Linked DNA regions of Mus musculus: regions 2 and 3 are each linked to region 1. A link is a contact called in public HiChIP or PLAC-seq data. All regions are on one chromosome and are shown on one strand. Each heading gives the region's core, a stretch centred on a gene start, on an enhancer-like site or on the middle of the called end of the contact. The rest is flanking DNA. Distances are from core to core; before and after follow the strand shown. Region 1 has its middle 13 kb from the start of Fbxo2. Region 2 has its middle 73 kb from the start of Disp3. Region 3 has its middle 19 kb from the start of Disp3.

The links. HiChIP or PLAC-seq counts read pairs in DNA pulled down with a chosen protein or histone mark.
Region 2: a contact with region 1 is called in an H3K4me3 HiChIP or PLAC-seq map of forebrain, with 2.7 times the contacts expected there. The contact joins two enhancer-like sites. A contact is called at or near these places in 1 of 39 promoter capture datasets (embryonic stem cells), 1 of 15 datasets of contacts at CTCF or cohesin (large pre-B cells), 3 of 484 Hi-C or Micro-C datasets (the G1E-ER4 cell line, cerebral cortex and embryonic stem cells) and 10 of 115 datasets of contacts at active chromatin or transcription factors (embryonic basal ganglia, embryonic forebrain, embryonic hindbrain and 5 more).
Region 3: a contact with region 1 is called in an H3K4me3 HiChIP or PLAC-seq map of forebrain, with 2.5 times the contacts expected there. The contact joins two enhancer-like sites. A contact is called at or near these places in 1 of 15 datasets of contacts at CTCF or cohesin (large pre-B cells), 15 of 484 Hi-C or Micro-C datasets (adipose-derived mesenchymal stem cells, embryonic heart, embryonic stem cells and 8 more) and 6 of 115 datasets of contacts at active chromatin or transcription factors (embryonic basal ganglia, embryonic forebrain, embryonic hindbrain and 3 more).

Annotation. Positions count from the first base shown.
Region 1 is chr4:148,171,381-148,176,525 of GRCm38.p6, forward strand. No RefSeq gene overlaps it. Among named protein-coding and RNA genes, the nearest start is that of Fbxo2, 13 kb to the left of the region's middle. Within about 2 kb of position 2,916, at least 35 of the 459 cell types and tissues checked have an H3K27ac peak or open chromatin away from gene starts, as enhancers often do. A contact at or near this core is called in cerebral cortex and forebrain, where this site is marked.
Region 2 is chr4:148,358,119-148,363,263 of GRCm38.p6, forward strand. No RefSeq gene overlaps it. Among named protein-coding and RNA genes, the nearest start is that of Disp3, 73 kb to the left of the region's middle. Within about 2 kb of position 3,038, at least 22 of the 459 cell types and tissues checked have an H3K27ac peak or open chromatin away from gene starts, as enhancers often do. A contact at or near this core is called in cerebral cortex and forebrain, where this site is marked.
Region 3 is chr4:148,304,368-148,309,512 of GRCm38.p6, forward strand. No RefSeq gene overlaps it. Among named protein-coding and RNA genes, the nearest start is that of Disp3, 19 kb to the left of the region's middle. Within about 2 kb of position 2,319, at least 50 of the 459 cell types and tissues checked have an H3K27ac peak or open chromatin away from gene starts, as enhancers often do. A contact at or near this core is called in forebrain, where this site is marked.

The DNA of each region.
Region 1 (5,145 bases), core at 1,666-4,165:
TTTCATCTCCTAGTGAGTCCACTGTCCCCCCCCCCCTTCCCCCAAATTAAACCTAATCTTGTGTTGACTCTGCTGAGCAGGGAGAATAATGCAGGAGATTAAGACAAGATGGTATTCAGTCTCCTCCAACAAAAGCCAATTAATTGCTGGTAGGATTATCTCGCTGAGTTAAAGCTGCTGTCAGCTCGGCAGACAACTAGGGTGCTTCAGCTCAGGTCTGTGCTGACACAGCAGCAGGAGAGATTCAGGGAGATATTAGGAAGAACTGTCTGGGTGGGGAAGGGGGTGTGAGGATGGTGGAAGCAGCCATGCGGTGATGTGGTCAGATGGGGAGCTCTGTGGAGTCCCCCATTTCCAAATGTGTATCCTGCCTTTGCCTCCTGAGGCCAAGCCACCTGATCACCTCCATCCCAGGCCACCTGGGACCTTTCTCTGCTTTTTGGGCCACCTCCCATCAGTGAATGTGGGGTCAACCTCCTCCTCTCCCCTGACTCCCCTTCTTTCCTTTTCTTCCAGGAGTCAGGAGACACACATGTCTAGGGACAAGAACACACATTTAGTTTAGGCCTGTAATCTCAGCTACTGGGAAAGCCGAGACAAGAGAATAGAAAGTTCTAGGCCAGCCTGGGCTACAGAGTGAGTTCATCTCTAGCCTGGGCTAGAGAATGAGGGCAATTAGGCAAACTCAGTCTCAAAAATAAGAAATGAAAAGAGGACTGGTGATACAGGTCAGAGATAGAACACTTGTCCAACATATGGGGGGGGGGCTCTGGGTTTCACCCCCAGCACAGAGGGAAGAAAAGGAGTGGGGGTTTGCAAACTGACACACTAGGGTCTCCCCTGGATTTGCCGCTTCTCTTTATAGAAATAAAGGTGCAATCTGGATCCTGAGGGTCCTGCCCTGATGTTGCTCAGGCTAACCTGCCCAGGGCACACCACACACTGTGGGCTGCAGGAGGAGAATGGGGTGGGGAAGGAGCTGTCCCCACTCATGGGTTTCCCATACTACCTGTCTGAGTTGCTGTCCACTTCCCTACACAGCCCTCCCAGAGTGCTAACCTTTGTCACCCTGAGTGTACAGAAAGAAGCTGGTGTTCAAAGAGTTCCCCCTACCCCACTCCCCCTCACACTGTACCCTGTAGAGCCACAGGGGTCCAGGGCCCCCCAAGGTACATATCCTTCCCTCAGGGCTGTGGTACATTTTTTTAAAAGATTTATTTATTTATTTATTATATGTAAGTACACTGTAGCTGTCTTCAGACACTCCAGAAGAGGGAGTCAGATCTCGTTACGGATGGTTGTGAGTCACCATGTGGTTGCTGGGATATGAACTCCGGACCATTGGAAGAGCAGTCGGGTGCTCTTACCCACTGAGCCATCTCACCAGCCCGGTACATGTCTTATAGATGGATGAAGCCCTGTTTTCGGCAGATGGGAGGCTGTGGCAGACACACTGTGCTGGTCAGTGGGATGCGTGGCTCCCCTCTCCTTCCACTCTGTGGGAAGCCCAGTACCCTATCCATCGGAGAGCACAGCTTCATTGACTTTGATCTCTGAGTCATTGGTATTTTCCGAACACAACAAAAATGTCCCTGAAGTGCAGTGTGAAGTCCAGGATGTGTCGCAGCTGTGTGCCCGGTGTGCTAAGCACCGTTCATCTCTGGTTGCAATGCACTAGGTCATTCCATCTGGAGGCTCAGAGAGGGACAGCCTGGATCTGTGTCACACAGCACACAGCAGGGTGCTGGACCCTGTGGATGCCAGTCCCGCAGAGCAGGGGGGAATCGTGCAGAGCCCAAGGGGTTTCCTGAACCCAACAGTGCTTCCTACACTGGGCCTGGCCTGGGGGGATGCACCTGCACCCAAGCTCTTATTAAGCCCCTTCTGTATGCCAGACACCTTGTTATGCTTCCAGGAGACAACAGTGACCCAAAGGGGCCTCATCCTGGAAGCTCAGACAGTGTGAGAGACAGACTTTTTTTTGGAAAGGGGGAAATTGCCCACTCTGTGACTCATCACCTCTGTCATAGACAGGTGTGGAACAGTGAAGGAGCTGTGAGGGAACAGTCTCTTTAGTTTGGATGGCCAGTCAGGGAGGGCTTCCTGGAGGAGAAGGCGAGTGGACCCTTAGCCTCTGAACAGGGACAAAGAACTTCCATGTTAGGGGACATGGGCTCCCTGGCCCTTCCTGACCCATTAGTGTTCTATGGTGGGACAGGGACGCTCGTGGATTTTCTTCTGTCCTTAGATGGTGATTGAATGTGGGAGGAGATGGCTTCAGACAGTGGGCTGTGTGTGAGGAGGACAATCGAGTCCGGAGACCCTCAAAGCTTCTTAAAGACAGATACCTCAGGGAAGAAAAAAAAAAAAAAAAGGAAAACAAGAAAGAGGGAATCGGGCGGGGAAAATGATTTTCTCGCTGGCGTTTCCAGGGGAATTAAATCCTCTTGCTCGTCACCAGCGAGTGGAATAATCCAATCTATGAGGCAGAAGCCCCCTCCTATTTATTGCAGAGCCTTTGACCTAACAGTATCGGGCTGCGTTTGAAATCAGACCATCCCGGGGAGGGAGCGCCGGAGGGAGGGAGCGCCAGCCCCCGGACCAATTACTCTGCTCGCCGACACCAGAAAAATGAATTATTCCCCGAAAGCAGCCTCCTCGGCTGATGAATTCTGCACTGCAGAGCTGCGGAGTTCTCCCAAATTGAATCGAAGCTTTGAGAGATGTTTAAAACCAGGTGGAGTGTGTATTGGTGGAGAGGGGGTCCGACAGCCTTAGGGGCTTCGGCTGCTGGCAGGGGCCCAGGGAGGGAGCGAGGGATAGCCCACTTTCTTGCTGCAGCGGTCTCCTGTGCTCAGCTGGGGCGAAATGCTTTGTTCCCAGCCGGAGGCTCAGAGAGGCCAGGTTGTCTGTCTGAGGCCACACAGTGAGCAGGTAACCATGGCAACCTGGTACCTTTCCGTCCCTGTCCTCCGGGCCTTGCTAGAAACGCCTCCTCATCCCTCTCCCTCCCCGGGAAGCCCAGATTGAGCACGTTGGCTCTGAGCAAGCGCTTCCCACTCGGAATCGCTGAATCTATAAGCTGTGTGACCTGGGGCACCGAGCTCCATCTCTCTGGGCCTCGGCTTCCTGACCCCGCTCCCAGTGATGCTAAATAAAATCTTGGATTGCCACCCTGGCAGCTACAAATGACAGAAACATTTGTCACTCCAAGTGGCCAACTAAAGCAAACTTGGCATATTAGTCAGAGTCCCCTACAGGCGCAGAACTGATAGGATCGGCATCTAGAGTGAAGGGGAACGGATTAGGCTGCGTTATAAGCTGTGCTCTGGGTAGCTCAACAACTCTGCCTCCTGATTAAAAGGCCGGCCGAGAATCCGGTAGTTGTTCAGTCCACGCGGCTGGATGTCTTGGCACTTCCAATCCGATGCTGGCTCTCTGGAGGACTCTCAGAGCCCTGCTGATCATTAGTCTGCATTGAAGCCCTGAAGATGTTGACTCTAATACAGGGGAAGGAATGTCTCCACCACAGGGTAGATGAACTTGCCAGAAAGAGTGAGGGCAAGCAGGCCAAAAGCAAAGAACCCGTGTTTTTTAAGGTGGGCTGCCATCAGAAGGCATGGCCCAGATTTAGGATGGGTCTTTCTGCTTCAAATAATCTAATTAAGAAAATTCCTCACAGGAGTGCCCAGGGACTTGGGTTCGAGTTGCTCCAGAGGTAATCAGGTTGACAACCAAGGTTAGCCATCACACCTGAGTTTACATAATGAAGGTATGCTGGAATGTTTGTTTGTTTTTGTTTGTATATTTAGCTTGTGTGTGTGCACATACATGCACATGCCGGGGCATGCATGCAGGAATCAGATGGTAGCTTTCAGGAGTCAGTTCTCTGTACAGAAGCTTCCAGAATTGAACTTGGCTGGTCAGATCTGTGGGGAAAGTATACTGCTCTCTTGTCTTCTTCTACCTCCTCGTGTACAGGAGAGAACTGAGGTTCAACAGATCAGACAGGGTTATACACACCATCGTATGGTATAGCTAGTTAGTACAAAGTGATGCTTCCGTCTGAGTTTCTCTAATCTGATGGGGGAGGCATGGCCTCTGCACCCAGTAGACACTGAGGCCCTGAGGCTGCTCCAATCCTTCTGAGAGGTTGGATCTGGGATCCCCTAGCACTCCTGGGCACACATGCACAGAGGCAGAGGGAAGGGACCACAGTGTGTGGGTTCGCAGGAAGCCACGCGAGTCCCAGTGGGAGCTAGGACATGGGATTGTTGTGTCCCCATTTCCAGCTTCTAGAAAGAGACCTAGAATCCACTATTGGTCTCCCCACCCGCCCCCTTTAAGCACTTAAAGAACAGACCAGAACTGATAGCTAAATTAAACCTGCTGAGAGCGCCTGTTTAATTGAAAATGCCATCTGTAATTTAAATGTCAGAATCAGGGATGGTTATTGCAGCCGCCTTGAAGACTGGGTCTCATTTCACAGTTTCAAAACAGACCAAGGGAAACAGCAAATGGACCATGGCCGGCGGCATCGTGGAGCGATTAATAACTTCTCTGGTCCTGCTGAGCCCCAGCTTCGGTGGCTGCCCAGTACGGAAGGCTCTGGATGGATGGGGGCTGGGAGCTTTGGGTTCGGGGATCAGCCCCTGCCTCTCCTCCACACACTTCTGCTCCCTCTCCACCCAGCATCAGGGCAGCCTTGCCAAACTGCAGGGCTTTCCTCCAGAGGGTCTCTTTTGCTTTCCAGGGGTGAAAACCCTGCCTTCTAGCTCCCGTTCTAGGAGTGTCACTCACCCACAGTTCCTATGATCCAAGACAACCAGAGAACTTCAGCCATTTGAGGGGTCCCTTTTTTCCATATTCTCTGCTTATTAGAGGAAATCTCGAATGACAGGCAGACTAAGGAGGAAGACTGGCTGTGGGCAGCCATGTTGCCTCCTGCTGACTTTGCAAGAAATTTGGATGTAGGTCTTTGGGTTCAGGGTTCTCTTCCCTACAAAGGTGTCTACACACCCTGATCCTCTGGACCCCATTCCTCCATGAGGTTTCCAGGCAACCGGAAATCCCACTAGCCCCACTCAGACTACCTCTTCTCTTGTCTCTGCATCTGGAAGCCTGGCCAAGGGCTATTCTGTGGTG
Region 2 (5,145 bases), core at 1,788-4,287, 190 kb after region 1:
CCCCCTAAAGTTCAGTCACCTCCATATTCTCCTTGCCCCATGCCAGCCAGGTTACCCAGGAGAAATAAACTAGAAGAGAGATTCAAAATTTAATCAAAAGTAGCAACAACAAACCGTGCGTGGAGATCGGGGAGCAATTGAGTTGCAGGAACACAATGAAGATCGGTGCCAGCTGAAACCCCTGAGATGCTGGGAGAGCAGGAGAGGGCAGAGCCAGAGGGGAGAAAAGGGGGAGAAGCAGAGGAGAAGACAGCTGGCTTCCCCCAGTCACCAGAGGGGAGGACAGGCTATGACAGAAAAGCCCCAGACACCCTCTTAAGCAATCCAGAAGATATTTGATCTAGCCTGGAGTCTGGCATTTCTTCTGAAATGTAAATGAAGTCTCCCTTAGTCTGGAGAGATCAGAGGAGAAAGTGAGAATCAGAAAGGGGTGGGACCTCATGCATATCCTCTGTTCCACGAAGGTAAGGGGACTGAGCTCGCTGGGCAGTGGTGGTGCAGGCCTTAATGCCAGCACTCCGGAGGTAAAGATCTCTGTGAGTTCGAGGCCAGCCTGATCTACAAATGAGAATTCCAGGGAGAAAAGAAACAGAGAGGTGAGAGGGGGAAGAAGAGGGGAAAGAAGGGGAAGAAGAGGGGGAAGAAGAGAGGAGAGGGGGAGGAGGGGAGGAGGGGGCAGGGAGGAAAGGAGGGGGAGAAGGGGGAAGAGGAGAACAGGAAGAAGACAGAGCAAAGAGCTTGAGTCATCTGCCTGAAATCACACGCAGTCAAAAATTATTAACTCCGAACCCCCAAGCTGGGCTGACGTGGGTACCAACTGGAATATACCATCACAGTGGGGTCCCTTCAAGCTCTTGGTACTAAGGCAGGGACAGGGACACTGGAGAAAGAGACTCCTGAAGCTACTTATTGAACCCAACAGATGGGAACGAGCAGGTGAGATGGAGGGACACAGGCAGGCACAGAGCAGGAGGCAGAGAGGGGCATGGGATGGAGACCTCACCTGGAAGTCTCCATGACATTTCCCATCAGCCCTGTGAGCCCTCTGCAGGGACAGCACATTCTCTGAGAACAGCATCCTATGACTGGCTGGTGGAGGGCTGGAGAGATGGCTCAGTGGCTCAGAACCCTGCTCACTCTTCCAGAGGACCTACATTTGATTCCCAGAAACCACACAATGGCTCTAACTCCAGTACTAGAGGATCTAACGCCCTTAAACACAAGGCACACACAGGATGAACACCCATCCACGTAAAATAGAAAATAAAATATTTTTAAAAGGTGACCTACCAGTAAAATGAACCGAGTGGTTTCATCCTTCATGGGAGCCTCAGACCACCAGGACTCCTGAGTTACTCCAGCACCATCTTTTGGTCACAACAGACTTGAGTTGACACCTGATTCTACTCCTGTCTGTAACTGGAAGCACTTGATTGACAGTGTTCTGAGCCTCAGTTTCCCTTTTTTTCTTTTCATCCAGTTATTTTGTCACAGCATCAAGTAACACAGGGTGTAACCCTGAGGGAAACACCCTGCTTCACAGAGGGAGAAGCTACGGGAGGCTTCCATCATGGACTTCCATCATGGGCGACCTTGACTGAACTCATGTTGTGAGGCTTGGCGGCAAGGTCCCTTACCCACTGAGCCCCCTCTTCCACACAGACACTCACCTTCTCTGCTTTCTGGTTGCTACAATGTCCACAGCTCTGCTCCACCAGTCACCTTCCCACCAGGATGGATTGAAACCTCTAAACTGTAGTGAGGAGGAGGAGGAGGAGGAGGAGGAGGGAGGGAGGGAGGGAGGGAGGAAGAAGAGAAGGGAGGAGAAGGGGCGAGGAGGCAAATGAGGAAGAGGAGAAAGAGGAGTGGAAGAAAAGAGAAGGGAATTGCAGCCCCAGTGGGTTGAATTACAGCTTTGTGTAATGGCTTCTTGTCTCAAGGCTAATTTCATTGACTCCCTCCAATGGCCCCTCGACCTTAGAGCCCGGCTTCTAGCTGAGCCATGCTCATGTATAGTGCACCAGCATCCCTTCATCACGCCCTTCTCAGTTTGTAGTTGCAGAATTAGTTATTTATACTGAAAAATGGGCAAAGGAGAAGCCAGGAATAGGTTGTGCGTGCCTGTGGCCCCAACACTTGTGATGCTGAGACAGGAGGGTTTCTAGTTTGACACAAGTCTGGGCTAGATAGTAAGATGCTATCTCAGAAAGCATCTTGGCAGTTGGAGAGATGGTTCAGTGGTTAGGAACATGTGTTGCTCTTGCAGAGGCTACCTGAGTTTGGCGCCTAGCACCCACATAATTCCATCCAAAATTCCAGTTCCTGGTGACACCCTCTCTGAATTCCGCAGGCAGCAGGCACATGTAGAGCATACATACATACATACATACATACATACATACATACATACATGCAGTTATAACACCCATATACACAAACTAAACTAAACTAAACTAAACTAAAATAAAATAAAATAAAATAAAATAAAATAAAATAAAATATAAAGTCAGGGAGTTGAGGGCTTAAAGACACCAAGAGATACCCCCATAGTATGTGACAGCCATCCTATTTTCTCCTCTGGTTGATTAAGTCAATGACTCTGGTAATATGGTGACTCTTTCCTGGCATTCCGGCCTTTGGTATCAAATAAATGGCCAGGTGGCAGGCACAGTTTACAGTTTAATGAGAGATTCACTCCGTAGCCTGGTGAAAGCACCCCTGTCTGGCAGCCAGAGGAGACCTTAACGTGCGTCTAAGATGTTAAGAACAGTATTCAGCACTGGGTGACAATAATTCATCTGTGTGTGGCTGTGTCCTCAGCCCTCCGTGCTCATGAAGCGTCACCCCGAAGCTCTCTCTATCAGGCTGAACCTGGCTCCACAGCTCCCAAGCCCCACGTGAAAGCTATTTTTCAAACACTGCATAATTTTCTACTCCAGATGGCAGGGCCTTGTTCCAGAACCCTGGGGATCCGTGTTGCCACTCTTCTCTTGGTGCTTGCCATAAATTCAGAGCGTCTTTTTCCACCACAGATCCATCTGTCACCCAGATCTGCTGAGTCACATGATCTGAGCTGCCGGACTGCTAGTCCTCAGTCTGGAGCTGCTGTAGAACCCTCTCTGCCTGGGGCCATCTCAAAGAGGCCAGTCCTCCGTGTCATCTGGTAAAATGGCGTGGATCCAGGAGCCATTGGCAGGTGTGTGGTATCTTGCTCATGGGAACCCCAGAGGCCTGTCTGATGGGAGTTTCCTTCTGATGTGTGAGAGGTATGAGGTGAAGTGGATTTGGAGCCACTCAGGAGACACACCTCTGGGTATGGGCAGGGGGTGGGGGGCCTCCAGAATTTTGAGGCAGGAAGACCCATGTCAGATATAGACATCGGCAGCAGCATCCTGTGGTCTTAGGTTCTAAGTAAAAAGCGATGGGGAAAAGTGAACTACAGACGCAGTGTGACCAGCTGCCTCAGGCTCCTGCTGCCACCCTTCCTCCCTGGTGTACTGTATCCCCTTGAACTGTGAGCCAAAATTAACTAGCCCCTTCCTTCTTTCCCTTCTTCTTTCATCCCTCCCTTCCTCCCTTCCTTTCTTTCTTCCTTCCTTCCTTCCTTCCTTCCTTCCTTCCTTCCCTCCCTCCCTCCTTTCTTCCTTCTCTTTCTCTTTCCCTGTCTCCTTCTCTTCCTCCCTTCCTTCCTCCCCTCCTTCCCTTCCCCCTCCCTCCCCTTTTTCCCCTCTCCTTCCTTCCTTCCCTCCCTCCTTCCTTCTTTCCTTTCTTCCTTCCCTCCCATCCTTCCCTTCCTCCTGTCTTCCTTCCTCCCTCCCTCTCTCCTTCCTTCTCTCCCTCTTTCCCTGTCTCCTTCTCTTCCTCCCTTCCTTCCCTCCATCCCCTCCCATCCCCTCCCATCCCCTCCTTCTTTCCCCTCCCCTCTCTCCACCTTCCTCCTCCCTTACAAACCTCCCTCTCTCCCTCTTTCTTTCTCCCCTCTCTCCCCCTCCCCCTTCCCTCCCTCCTCCCCTCTTCCTCTCTTCATTGCTTGTGTCAGGCATTTTGCCACAGCAAGGAATAACTAACCCTTCACACATTGCCAGATGCTGCAGCTGAGAACCAGTCTCACGTTCCTCTGTGACACAAGATGGCAAAGTCAGGATGCACATAAGACAGATCTGTGCATGGATACATCCTAACATGGTGTCTTTTCCCACCCTAGTTTGTTGGCCCCTTGTGAACTGCTCCAGATCACTCATGACAGAGATAATGGAGCGTTTGCTAGATCAGGAGACAGATGTGTGTGTTCCTGGGTGGATGGTGGTGTCTGAGATGCCGTGTGCACTGCCGCTGCCTCCATATCTGCCCATGCCCCGCATCCATGGACATCCATTCACATTCTAGAACACACCTGGAGAGCTTTGCAGGAACTGAACCCGAGAACTGATAGCTCAAGGTCTGCCACCCATACATCTTGGGCTTTAATGGTGATGTTCATTTCTGCCACCCCCACCCCCACCCCCAACCCCAACCCCAACCCCAACCCCAACCCCAACCCCACAGGGAGGTGACACAGGTTGGTGTTGCCTGACAGACGTTTTCCTGAGGGTACTCCAGAAAGGGAACCCACAACAGTCCAAAGCAATGACCCTACCACAAGTCAACTTGGTGAGCCAACAGTATTCTGGGGTTCCTGGCAGGGGAATGGCTCAGAGGTGGCTGACAGGAACAGGGATGAGTTGGAAGCCCACTCCACATGGGTGACAACTTGCAAGGCAGCCCCAAATCTGAGAAACCCTCTCAGATCTACCCAAAGTCTCCTTCCCCACCCAGCCTACTTTGCCTATGAAGCTGGTGGAGGAGGGGATGGAGAGGAAAGGAGGGGGATGGGGAAGAGAGAATCTTTCCAGTTTCTGAATTTCCATCCTCTTGTTTACCCCTGGAGCCTCAAGAGCCTCTCCTCCCTCCTGAAGAGACTGTTTCAAGTCAGAGAAATCAACCATAAAACAATTGGTTTGGTTTGGTTTGAGCTGGGCCTGGCTGACACCATATCCCAGGGTCCATGAACTCTGTGGAGACACACATGCTCAGAGCTTGAGCAGTGTGGTTTCTCTCTTCGGGCTCCCATCTGCCGCTCTTCCAACTGGATGATGACCAGCAGAT
Region 3 (5,145 bases), core at 1,069-3,568, 130 kb after region 1:
GTTGCTTTCTGGGCCCTAAGGGCAGAGAATGAGAATGGAGGCATAATGTACACGGAGAGAGACTGTCACATCAGGGAAACCCTCCACAGGCCTTTCAGAAGCATGGCTGTATGCTTTGACCTCCCTCCAGAGACCTATTTTCTCCTCTACCAAGGCCCAGTTCCTAGGTCATGCTGTCACCATGCTGAGCCTGGCTTCTGCCTCGGCTTGCCCTGTACTTTCCCAAGGCAGAATGTCCCAATAGCTCTGATGCTTCTGTGAATATGCTTGTCATTGAAGAGATGGTGCTCTCCCGCATGAGAGCATTTCTCTCTCCTCACACTATAAAGGAGGGAAGGTTGCCACTCTCTTGATAGTCCAGGAAACTGAGGTTTTAAGAGACCTGTGGGTCTTACCTGAAGCCACACAGCCAGCCAGTTCAGAGAGCTACATTGTGACCCCCAGCCCAGCTGTCCCAAGGGACATTGGTGAGTGACCTAGATTAACTACAGGCCACTGATCATGACCGGCCCCCGAGAGCACCTGAGAGCATTCTGCCAGCCATAGCTGAGCCTTGTTCCCAAGTGGACTCTGTTCTCCCTGTTACTCCCTAGATGTCTGCCCAGGAGCCCAGCAGGCCTGCGGGCGTTACATTCCCAAGGGGCGGCACATGAGTGCATTTCTGAGGGAGAGACTGGCAGTCTTGGGGGGCTGGGCCCCCCGCCTGTGGGAGCTTGCAGGCTGCAGCTACTCATCAGGTTCTCTCGCCCATGAATAACTACTGAACAGCTTGCCTGGGAAAGAGAACTCCTGGATTATGGAGCCATGATTCTAAATGGCTTTTTATCTGTGTTTTCTTTCATTTCTTAGACAAAGCTGTTAAAAATTTAAGTGAGTGAGTTAAATACAGAGGAGTTAAAAAGCTGTGCACATCACTGCAGGGGGGACCAGCATCATCAGATAGCTTGGGAGGAGGGGAAGGGACGCATAATGGCCGCCACTGCCGGCTGGCTTTTTGGACTTATGCTCTGTTTGCCTGGCATGGCCTCCTTCTCTTCCTCCCCATCATACACGCAGGGAGACGAGAGCCCAGAGAGATCAAGTAACTGGACCAAGGTTGCACAGGCAGTATGCAGCCAGGTCACAATTGAAGCCAGGTGTTCGGTCTCCAAGGTTGTGTCCCCTGCTAACGGCCATGGAGAGTTGGCTCACTCCTCCTTGTGAGCCTCACTGAGAAGCTGCCCCATAATGATGCAGACAGATCCAGAAGCTCAGACAGAAGTGATGTCCTCATCACATGGCTGGTGGGTTAGAACCAGGCTCTGACCTCTGTGGGCAGTGCTCTGAAAGAATCCCACAGGGAGAAGCAGGGGACTTGTCCCATCCACCTCACATCTGGGTCCCTGCATGCACAGCATGGACACTCGAGCAGTTCCTCGGACCCTGGTGTCACCTCCCAGAGGCTGGGAAGGTGTTGTCTCTGCTGCTCAACCATATGGCCCTTTAAGGGATCTTTCACACTGCCTGATTCAAGTCTCCGGCCCTCGGGCTTGTCAATCATCGGACCCGTATCCCACGCTCAGTTCCACATCTGGAAAAGGGGATGGACACCAGCATCTGCCTACTAGGCTTAATGGAGATGTATGGACACAGTAAGTGCTCAATAAATGCCGGTTCTCCCTTCAGTCAGCCGTGCCCTCAATAAGCAATGTGTGTCCTCACACTGGAGATGCAGACAGAAGTCCCAACCACTCCAGCTGTGAGTTCAAGGCCTAGGAGGAGTAGAAGGACCCAGAAAGGGGCTCCTTTTAGACTACAAGGTCCTGTTACTGCTGGGGCTTGTACTTCCAGCCTCCAGAAGGAAAGAGAAGAGACTTCTTCCATATGAACCACGCATTCACGGGACTGTACCCCTGCCCAGACAGGCGTGCCTAGGAGCAGAGCTGCTGCCCGTGTTCACAGGAGGGTGACGCAGAGGCTCCAGCCATAGCTGCTTCTCTGATGAACTCAGTGTCATCTCATAGATCTGTCACCGGTCCATCTTCCTGGGCTGCCCAAACCCCTTCAACCTGTGTACCATTTCCCGAGGGGCCCAGACTCCTTGGTCCTCAGGGCCAGAGCTTTAGCGGTGGCCCGGGTTCACTGCTGAGAATTACAGCTGGCCTTGGGCTGGTGACAGGGCCAGCCGGGTCGGCATGAATCATGTTTATTGAAAACAGGAAACAAAGGGAGGAAGGGAAGAAAGCCCAGGCAGGGAAAGGCAGCAGGCCGAGGTACAGTGTGCAGTGGGGGTGGAGATGGGAGCAGCCCCAGAAAAGACTCATTCATTTCCTCCTGCTTGCTCCAGGACACCGCACACCAGCACGCTGGCGAGTTTTATCTGCTTGCTTCAGCTGTGGAGTTCACTGTGAGCCAGCAATTGGGTGCTTCGGAGACTTGCCCGCCCAGGAGAGGACAAGGAGGCCCCCCAGAACAGCTTCCGGCCCATCTCTCGGCCAGCAGAGGCCTGGCTTTCAACGCTGGCCAAGGGTGAAATTGCATTACATTCTGCCTGGTAATGAGGTGTTGCAGGTCTCGGCCCCCAGCCAGAAGACGCAGCTCTGGCCACCAGCCCTGGCCCAGCCATCCTCCAGCCAGGACTGGACTGCCTAGCAGAGCCAGGGAGGAGGCAGGGTGCAAGTACTTGAGGCACAGAAAAGTGCAGAGGCAGAGGGTCAACACCAGGTAAGAAAGGGATGGGGTCTGAGACTACATCATACCCAGCACCTTATACCCAGCACTTCATACTTAGTACCTCGTATGTAGCACCTTGTATCTAGCACTTTATAGTCAACACCATATATCCAGTACCTTTTACCCAGCACTTTATACTCAGTACAGATGTAGCACCTTGTATCCAGCACTTCACACTCAGTACCTCATATACAGCACTCTTTTCCCAGCACTTCATAGCTAGTACCTGGAGCCTTGCTCAGTCTTACTGCTTCACACAGTAGGTCTCTGGTTTCCTGGGGCTGCCACAATAAGTCAGCAGAAACAGGAGACACTCTGTGACCTTCCTTGACTGCCAGCTCCAAGCCTAGCTGTTGACAGGGTCACAACTTTCCCAGGCTTACACATCTCTTCAGCTTCTGGTGAAGGTGACAATCCTTCCGTATCCCTGTGTCACTCCAATCTCTGTCTCCACCTTCATATTCTGCTCTTGCTGTATGTTGCTGTTTGGGCCCAAATTTCCCTCCTCTGAGGGCACTAGATTAAGACTACGCTGACAGTGACATCATCTGGATTACGTCTACAGAAAGCATATTTCCACATCCAGTCCCTTTCCTGGTGTTAGGGATTTAGGACACTTAAAATTCAACCCACAACCAAGAACTGATTAACACTGATTCACAGGTCATTGCTGTCCATCATGTCCTCTGTTAGGAGCTATCTGTGACCTCAGTGATCACACTGTCTCGCCAGAGATGAGGCAGGAGCCGTTTTACACACCCATTTTACTGGTGAGAAAATTGAAGCTCAGAGAATATCTCATTCATTGCTGTGAAGAGACACCGTGGCCACAGAAACACTTCTAAAGAAAAACATTTAATTGGAGTTGGCTTACAGTTCCAGAGGTTTAGTACGTTATCATTATGGCGGGAAGCATGGTGGGTACAGGCAGACATGGTGCTGGAGAAGGAGCTGAGAGTTCCACATCTTGATCAGCAGGCAGCAGGAAGAGAATGCCACACTGAGCGTGGCTTGACTATCTGAAATATCAAAGCCCACCCTGTAGTGAATACTTTGTTCAACAAGGCCATACCTATTAACAGTACCACTCCCTATGGACCGATAGAGGCTATTTTCTTTCAAATCACCACAGAGAGTATACACACACACACACACACACACACACACACACACACACACACACACACACACAGCAGCTAGCACTGGGGGAGTGAAGATCAGTGGTAGATGTCTTGTCCACCATGCACAAGGCCCTGGGTTCCACCCACAGTTTTATACATGTACATATATGTATACAAACACATATACACATACACATGCATATACATACACACACATCACACACATAAACATACACACATACATATACACACATATATACACATATATACACATACACATATATACACATACATACCTATACATACACATACTATACATATACCTGTAGCTAATATTAGACATAGGTCCAGGAAGGTGTAACATAGCCATGGTGGATGGAACCTCTTAGCAAGATGTGTGAATGTGGAGTGGTGCGAGCATTTGGGACAAGAGTGGGACCAAAGACACTTCCTGCAGGTGACACAGTTAAGGGGAAGGCAGGTTCAGGGTCTTCCTGGAGGTGATTCAGTTAAGGGGAAGGCAGGTTTGGGGTTGGTGGCCAGTTAGGTGTGCTGGGGTGGCCTTGCTGCGGGAAGCATGTCACTGAGGTGGGTTCTGAAGTTTCAAAGCCACTCTCCATTCCCAGGATGCCCTCTCTGCTTTATGCTTGCTGCTGAAGATGTGAACTTCTCAGCTTCCTGCTCAGTCACCAGACTTCCACTTTAACATCATGGACTCTAAATCTCCGGAACCTTGCCTGAGCCTTCCTTCTGTAAGCTGCCTTGGTCATGGTGTTTTATCACAGCAACAAAACAGTAATGGATGCACACAGGTCCTCATTGCTACTGTTTCTGCCTCCCTCTCACCATGAAGGGCTCCTGGTCTGATTCCTCAGATCTGGTCCCCAGCTTTCTTGGCCATTCTCCCAAAAGCACCCTAGAGAGATGCTATTATAGGGATAGAACTCAACTCCAACACATCTCAGTTATGCATCCTTGGGCCCCATCTTCACCTCTCTGGGTCACTTTCTACACCATCAATTGAAGAAGATCAAGTAAGGTGACCACAGTGATGGTATCTTAAAGACTAAACTCTCTGGGGAAGGGTCATCGTCCTTCATAACAGGTGACACCCAGTGAGAGAGGCTCTTTGCTCAGCTCTGCAGTCTGCCCCACCTCACCGCTCACCTCTGGGCCTTTGCAGAGGCCTCACCCCTCCCCTGGAGCTCCTTCCCCCTCCAACCACCCCTATCACTACACAAGCTCAATGATCAGACACACTGGGCTGTCTTGGTGTTGTGAATTCCATCTCTAGACCCCAATTTCTGTGACA